Regions from separate parts of the Oryza sativa genome. Here region 1 is linked to region 2. A link is a contact called in public ChIA-PET data. All regions are on one chromosome and are shown on one strand. Each heading gives the region's core, a stretch centred on a gene start, on an enhancer-like site or on the middle of the called end of the contact. The rest is flanking DNA. Distances are from core to core; before and after follow the strand shown.

Region 1 (3,936 bases), core at 837-3,336, 95 kb after region 2:
CTAGCAAAGCTCTAGCTCCTTTCTCTGATGACGTAAAGAAAACTCTTGAAGACATCTCTCATTGGCTAGAGACATCATCACTAGACAGCCTAGTAGTCGACTGCGGATCAATTAGGACTCGTCTTCATGAGGTCCAAACTCAAATCCCAGATAAGTTAGCCGATATCCTTACTCCAGCTGTTTATCTTGAACAACATCAATTTAAACTGGAAAAGGCCAAGCTGAGATTAGCCGAACATCGAGAGCACAAAGACATTGAAGCAACAATCTAGGCTAATCGGCAACTTGTTCATGAAGAAAAAGCCAAACTCGATCAATTATCTGAAGGCCCGATCAAATCCAATATTGACCGGCTTGAAGCTCGCAAGATTGAACTCTTAGCACAACTTCAAGAATGCAATGCCGAACTGGATTTAGAGCACAAGAAGTTAGCCGATCTCCCACAATCTATCGAAGAACAAAAAGCAAAGTTAAAATCGGCTATCAAGAATGTTGCTGATATGACCAAATCTCTGAAGGTCATTCCTGGAACCGATGCTCAAGATGCCCAAGCTATAGAAGAAGTAGAACAAATTAGGCAGAGAGCCATATCGGCTATCCAGCAATACTTATCTCAATAATTTTGTAATCGGCTAAAACATTCCGATTAATATGACATATAAGTTGTGCTCAAAAATTTTGCCAAAAATTTTGTACTGTATTGTGATATATATATATATATATATATATATATATATATATATATATATATATATATATATATATATATATGCCCCCCTAGTTTTACAATGTCAAGAGCATTGATAAAAATATGAAACAACTAAGGGTGATATAACAATATCGGCCAATGTACATCGGCAAACCTCAACCGATTACAACAAAACAACTAAGGGCGATATAACAATATCGGCCATCTCAAGGCGATGCAAACGCACCGGCTATTATGTATCGGCAATACTAGCCGATCATGCGTTAACCCAAATACTTGTTGTATTTGTCAACAAATACAACAGCGAGGTGCCCATGGTGTCTTCGTCAATCCTAAGATATGACATCCTAGTCTTCCGTATATGCTTATAGGGGTAGAGTGTTCGTGTGTGCGTTCATTAGGATGAGTATGCGTTCATTGTGAGTGTCTGCATTTGTATTGTGTTTCTCAAAGAAAAAAAACAGTACTAACAATTTTATAAGACATTTAAAAAGAATGGGAATACATCACAATACACTCCCTTAAAAGTGGATATGTAATTGTTGCCCAAGTTAACATCTACGGCCCATACAACCACCCTCCCCAAAACCCCAGCCCAAGACCAAGCCCAACCCAACCCTTTCCATTCATTCCTTCCTATCTGTTTTAGTGTTATGGATTATTAGGGTTTGAGATTGAATCAAGCACCGTGGCGGTGGCCGAGCCTGAGCAGTAGGAGGAGTAGGAAGGCTTTCATCTTCCCTTGCTCGTGAAGGAGGAGGAGAAGGAGGCGGAGTGGCGGGTGGAGAGCCTGAAGCCCCAGTGGGCGAGACAAACATCGCCCGTGGACTCGCTAGAGGTGAAGGAGACATCGGTTCTTTATCTCGAGCGTGGTGAGCTCTCGCAGTGATATCTGTCACAACTTACCAAAAAAACAACTTTCAAAATGAATACATTAAGCTTATGTGGAGAAGAGAGAATTTGTAAAATGAAGAGTATTAGCTCTCACGCAAGAGTTAGTTATTCACAACTTTCAAAGATAAATACTTAAGTGGATAGATAAGAAGAGAAGAAAAATAGAGATAACTTTATTATAGTCATGCTAACTATAAGATAAGCTATAAAAAGCTCATAGTTGGCTCAAATGTGGTTTGGATTCTGTGCGCCGATAGCTCCTGTCAACGTGTCACGCGCTGCGCCTCCGGTGCTCTTGCGATGCGTTCGCTACAAGATCTGAGTCAACGTGTCACGCGCTGCGCCTCCGGTGATCTCTTGCGATGCATTCGCTATAAGATCTGAGCCGCACGTTGGGGAGTAGATATTTTGCGTTTTGAACCCCCTGGAAAATGGTGCGCCACAATAAATCACGCCATTAGAAACCACCACCACTCTCTTTTTGGCGCCTAATCGGCTAATCCCCTCCAGCTTCCACTTCTCCCCGGTTCATCCGCTCTCAAACTCTTCAATCCTCGATTCCCCATTCGAAATTTCGAGTCCCTGAGATCCCCACGTTTCCAGATGCTTCTGCTCCATCCGCGTCCGCTCCCCGCTCCAGCTCCGGCGAGGCGATTCGAGCCCGCCGTCCGGGTCCCACCGCCTCGCCGTCGTCGTCGTCGTCGGCGGCCTCCTCTTCCTCCGCTCGCCTCCGCCTCCGCCTCCGCCGCGATCTACAGCGTTGGTAGCTCCGACGAGGACGCGTTCACCAGGTGCTCCGGGTACCTCTTCGAGGAGGGCGCGGCGACCGAGGGGGAGCTCCCCACGGCTTACGATCTCGCCGGCATCGGCGCCGTCTACCGCCGCAGGCCGCTCCTCGTGGTCCGGCGGGCACTGCAGATTGGCACCTCCTTCGGCCGATGGTTTACGCTGCGATACCTCGACCGCGTCAACGAGCGCTCCGACGACATGTTCGAGGTCCGCCATGCTTTACGTTTGCTTTTGATCTCGTGCACGCTTGCTGTTTGATTAAATTCCTACATTTTTGGGGGGTTGTTCGTGAGCTGATTTTGCATTGGTCGGTGCTGATGCTGCAGATCAGGGCTGCTCAACTCAGGCGAATACTATTGGAACTTGGCCCGGTATGCTTCCGTTTGCCTGTACTGTGTACATATGGGCTCGTTCGTGTACCGTTATGATGATTGATGGGTATGTCATTCTGCTCTTTGATGGCAGACATTTGTGAAGATTGCACAGGCAGTTTCATCGCGACCGGTGAGCCTCAGCAGCCAAGTAGTCGTTGCATTTTCATCACTTCTATTTTAGAGCTTTAGCTTATGATTTTGATGAATTGTTATCTGGCAAATGGTTAGTCATGCACCATTTAACAGTCACATTTATTGGAGCATGAATGTGCTATTCTGCTTGCATAATATATCAGTTGCTAGTTTAGACAACTCAGTGGCTATTCTCTTGCTACTAAATGATTGGTGGGCCATGGACACCTCCTGTCTCATTTGTTGCAGGATGTGATTCCACCTGCGTACCTTGACGAACTTTCACTACTTCAAGACCGTATAGCACCATTTTCAACTGAGGTTGCTTTTAACATTATAGAAACAGAGCTTGGGTTGCCACTGGACATGATTTTCTCAGAGATATCACCAGAGCCTGTTGCTGCTGCATCTCTTGGGCAGGTATGTTTGTTTTATTTTTTTTGTAATGTCTTGAAGATTCGATCTACCTCTTCAGCAACTTTGTGATTACCTGTTTGCACTTTGAACTGTATAAACAGACCAAACTTGTGTGCTTGTCTCCTGTCAGCTGCACTTAGTTAAATTCAACTGTACGATTCATGTCAACTTGTTGATGTTTGAACTGTGCGCATTAAAACCGATGCACGGCACAATGTTTATTTACTTTTATAAAGTAATATTCAAAACTAATTTCATTTATTTGAAAGCTAGCACCTGGAAGCATCTAAACTTAAACTAAACAAATTCTGGCTGTAACATGCTCTGAGTTGTTCGATAGGATGGGGATCCCAAAACTGCATACTGTTTCAGCCCTGCTAATCAACCATGTTATGTTGAACAATTGGTGAAATGACAGTGATACTCTGTATAGTGCATTGTCAGATATTTTCATCTCTGGACGATATAACATTTCATATTCTACTATTGTAGGTTTATCAGGCCAGGCTTCGTTCCAACAGGAAGGTTGTTGCTGTCAAAGTACAAAGACCTGGAGTTCAAGCAGCAATTTCCTTGGATATCTACATCTTGAGATTCCTTGCTGGTGTCGCTAGGAAGGCT
Region 2 (4,038 bases), core at 698-3,197:
CGGCCTCGTCGAGCGCGTCGCCGGCTGCGGCCGCGGCGCCGGAGACAAGGGCGTCAAGGAACCCACCAAGCTGTCAACTGTGCAGGTAGGATGCCCCTGTTAATTTCTCAGACTGCCTGATTAATTTTACAGTCGTAGTGCAAATCCACTGGCACCATTGTGCTCATCTCACAGGATTAATTCCGTTACTTTTGCAGCGCGTCGAGATTAGATCAAGAGATCCTAATGTGTCTGGAGGAGAAAAGCCACCGAACAACTAATCAACGCTGCACTGAAATGATATGATGCCGTTGCTTTGCCTTGGTGATTTTCTAATACGAAGTAGTAGTAATTAAATTTGATGTGTGCGAGTACTTTATTCCTCTTCGCGTTGTAATTAAATTTGATGATTTTTTTTGTCACTGGGTTCCTTTTGTAACTCCAGGAGTGCATATGAGTGTGTGCTGTTTTTCTGTAACGTCCGTGATTACATCAAAATTTGAGTAAAGTTGTTTTTCCCTACCGAGACGTGGAAGTATAAAATTTCTGTGACCACGAGCATCACAAAATGTATGAGCCATTTCAGATCAGACAAAGACTCACTGGAAAAATGAAATCAAACTGGGCGACATATATATGATACTACAAGTAGTACTCTAGCACTAAGCTGCTATCTGATCATTATACTCCCTCTGTCTCGTTGTGCACGGATGGTTAAAAGTTGTGCACGGAAAATCATGATTGCATTTAAAATTGAATAGAGGGAATAAGTTTTAAAATTTAAATTTTAGCTACGACATGTAAATTGAAGACTAGACAATTGAGCAAGCCTTTAACAATATTCACTTAAACTGTTAATGAATTTAAAATTTAAAACTTGTAAGTGTTCTGCAGATCTATCTTGAAATGGGTTTCCACAATCTCATGAAATTATCAGATTTTTATCCTTAATTCTAATAAAAACTTGTTATTAAAGTTGCATCTCAAACACCGTCAAAAAAATAATATCAAATATCATATATCCAGATCATTTTGCTTGGTAACACCGTAAAATTGACGGACTTAAAAAAACCATCATATGTTGATATGTGGGCTCGGATCCTACAGTTATTCTCATGTACAATAATATCCCATTTTCATGCAACCCCTGCTGTATATATGTACATATATAGACCTTTCTTTAGAAAAGAATAAGTATGTACGAGTGTACGCTTTGTAGCACAAACGAGCAACAACCCATCAGCGGATAGGAGGACACATATACTTTTTTTTTTAAAAAAAAACGAACCGCACAAGACAGTGAAGTGCGAGTTTCATGTATTATAAAGCGTATATCGATCGAGTGTTCCAGTCGTAACGACGAACATGCAGATACCATCATCTATCATAATCCGTGCATGCATGGACCATGCATACATCATGCACCACCCACATGCTGCTCTGGTCGCTCCTCGCCTGGGCCTCCACCACTGATCGATATGCATGCGTGTCGCGCATGTGGAATTACGAGCTTTCCTTGGCTGTTCCGGGCCTCCTCATCCCTGCGTCCAAAAGCAAGCCGATCGAGGAAATCGTGAGACGATCAGATTAACAACCAAAAATTATCAAGGCGAGCAATACTACTAATTAATTAATCACGCTTGATTATAGTATTAGCCTGCATGCCACAGACATCGTATCATAGAGGGGATATATGGTTAACATTTAGTTACTCTCCACCTCTTCCTCCTTTTCCATTTCCTCCTATTCTTTTCTCTCTTTCTTTAATAGTGTCAGTCTTGCAATGTCTCTTTGAACGAATAAGATAATGCAACAGAGAATGTCATTAGATCTGCGTGCTCGCGTCGCCCAACCATATGATACACATGCGGGGTGACCGAGAAATTCTGATTCCGTCGCGCGGATCTGAATTCAGACGAAAACATAAAAAGTTAACTGAACTTGTTCTGAATATCCTTGCACGCGCGTGGGCCTCGCCTTGGCTGGCTAAAGCTTGCGAGTTCGGTGGCTCCAGCCGCGTATAAATGGGGCGCCCGGTGACGGCGAGAGGACTCACTCACTTCACTCACTCGAAGCAGCGCAACGAAGGCGACGAGCTCACTTGGTTGCAGTTGCAGTAGTAGCTCTTGCTGTGCAGTGCAGTGCAGTGAGCGTTTGAGGAGAGGTAGCAGTAGTAGCTGTAGTTCAGCTTGTGGCAGCTCCCATGGCCAGCTACGCGGCGCAGCTCAAGGACATGTTCTTCGGCCTCGTCGAGCGCGTCACCGGCTACGGACGCGGCGAGGACAAGGACGTCGCTGCAGGTAAGCAAAGCTTGCCGCTCTGAAAAACTGAACTGAAAACCCCATGCTGATAAAGGGAGTAGAGCGACTGAAGGCAATAAATCTCTGAAGAAACTCAAGAACCTGATATTTTCAGATAAAAGGATTGAGGCTGCATATGTGAATCGACCTGTGAAGATTTACTGATGCTGCATGAATGCTAATGACGTGAAGGTTTTGTTTGCTGTTTCTGCAGGTGTAGATGAGCCCAGCAAGTTGGCATCTGAAGAGGTTGCAGTAAGCAGCGAAGAGGTTGTGATTGTACAGCGCAATGAGATCAGATCAAGAGGCGTAGATCCCTCCGTGTCAGGCGGGAAACAGCCAGGGATCAATGCGGCCGGTATCTAGAGGGGATGATTTGATGAACTGAACAACTGTGTCCCCTTGAGTTCTCAAGTACTACTAGTAGTTTATATGATTGTGAGCGTGCTGTGTTACTACTATTGTTTGCTTGTGTATCTCAACCTCACTGAGTTCCTCTCTGTTCCAGTGTGTTTCTCTGATGTACTTGTCATCATGCATGGTTCATGATTACCAGTAGTAATTTGATGAACCTCTTCTTCATGCTATATCTTTTTCTTTGGATGGCAAGCTACTTTATGCTTCTCAAAGCTCATGTAAATAATGTTTTTCTAAAATATTACACGAGATACCTACGCACTATCATCACACACGATGTGCCCCAATAATACCATAACACACAATTAAAGAAACCAAAGTGAAGGCAATGCTCTTTGGTCGTACAATGGAGAGAGATTTCTTCAAAGAGACTAAGGGGGTGTTTGAATCTTCTGAAGATGAACACAAATATTAAATGTTTCACGCAAAACGATATGATAATAACATGTGATTAATTGAGTTTTAATTATTACAAACTTGAAAAATAGATTAATATGATATTTTAGAACAACTTTTATATAGAAAGATTTCGCATGAAACGCAATGTTTAGCAGTTTGAAAAGCGTGTCACGGGTATCTAAAAGTTTATCCAATTTTTGTTGAAGAAAAGAACGTAATCTTAGAGAGGACCTTAGAGAGTGTGTCATTGCTATCACTCGATCAGATTATTATCTGGATGGCTACTGAACTGTACTATTGATAATGACTTATGAGCTAAAGGATCATTTGGGCCCAGTTCTTTACATCTGGACCTGGTGCTCTGCTTGTTCACATGCATCAGAAATAATGTGCCCTGCCTTTTGCAGCAGTGGTAAGCCTTTTAACCTGGGTGTGTAGCGCAGCAGGGGGCAACTTGGCCATGGTGACCGCCAGTAGATGATTTCTGGAGAAGAACAGTCCTATCCATTGCCAATAACTGTTGCAACTCCTGGCCTCAACTTTTTTATGTGATCATCACCACTGCAACACCAACCAAAATAACAGACTGATAGCAGCAGCAGCAGCAGCAGCAGCAGCAGTGATTAGTGATCAATATAAGATTTAGAAACTAGATTAACACTATAACTATGCATACCGAGATTATTACTGATCAAAAGTTAGAGCAAAGAAGAGGATAATTCCAGATCTGGAAGTCAGCATCCATTCATCCAAACCAGACTTACTACCTGAGTCCCCTGACAAAGTGACACGTATACCAGTTCTACCCAGTAACTCGGGAGAAAAATGGGTCAAAGGCGTACGAAACCCACGAATAAACGAGACCCGTCGGATGTAAAACGGACGGTGGAGAAGGCGCCCTTATCCTGCCGCGCGAAAGCGCCATCTGCGTCCGAGAAGCCCG

What was found. ChIA-PET counts read pairs in DNA pulled down with a chosen protein or histone mark.
Region 1: a contact with region 2 is called in an RNA polymerase II ChIA-PET map of leaf, with 5 times the contacts expected there. The contact joins the promoter of LOC4337164 here to the promoter of LOC9267479 in region 2. A contact is called at or near these places in 2 of 4 datasets of contacts at active chromatin or transcription factors (leaf and seedling).

What each region holds. Positions count from the first base shown.
Region 1 is chr4:33,078,858-33,082,793 of ASM3414082v1, forward strand. It overlaps LOC4337164, which reads left to right and starts at 2,087. Exons shown (of 22, transcript XM_066309487.1): 1 at 2,087-2,599; 2 at 2,719-2,763; 3 at 2,858-2,896; 4 at 3,148-3,318; 5 at 3,808-3,936. The coding sequence starts at 2,207.
Region 2 is chr4:32,984,268-32,988,305 of ASM3414082v1, forward strand. It overlaps LOC9267479, which reads left to right and starts at 1,948. Exons shown (of 2, transcript XM_015778052.3): 1 at 1,948-2,279; 2 at 2,494-2,866. The coding sequence starts at 2,183. The coding sequence ends at 2,645. LOC136356343 (a long non-coding RNA gene) reads right to left here and starts at 3,909. Exons shown (of 2, transcript XR_010741074.1): 1 at 3,522-3,909; 2 at 1,280-1,520.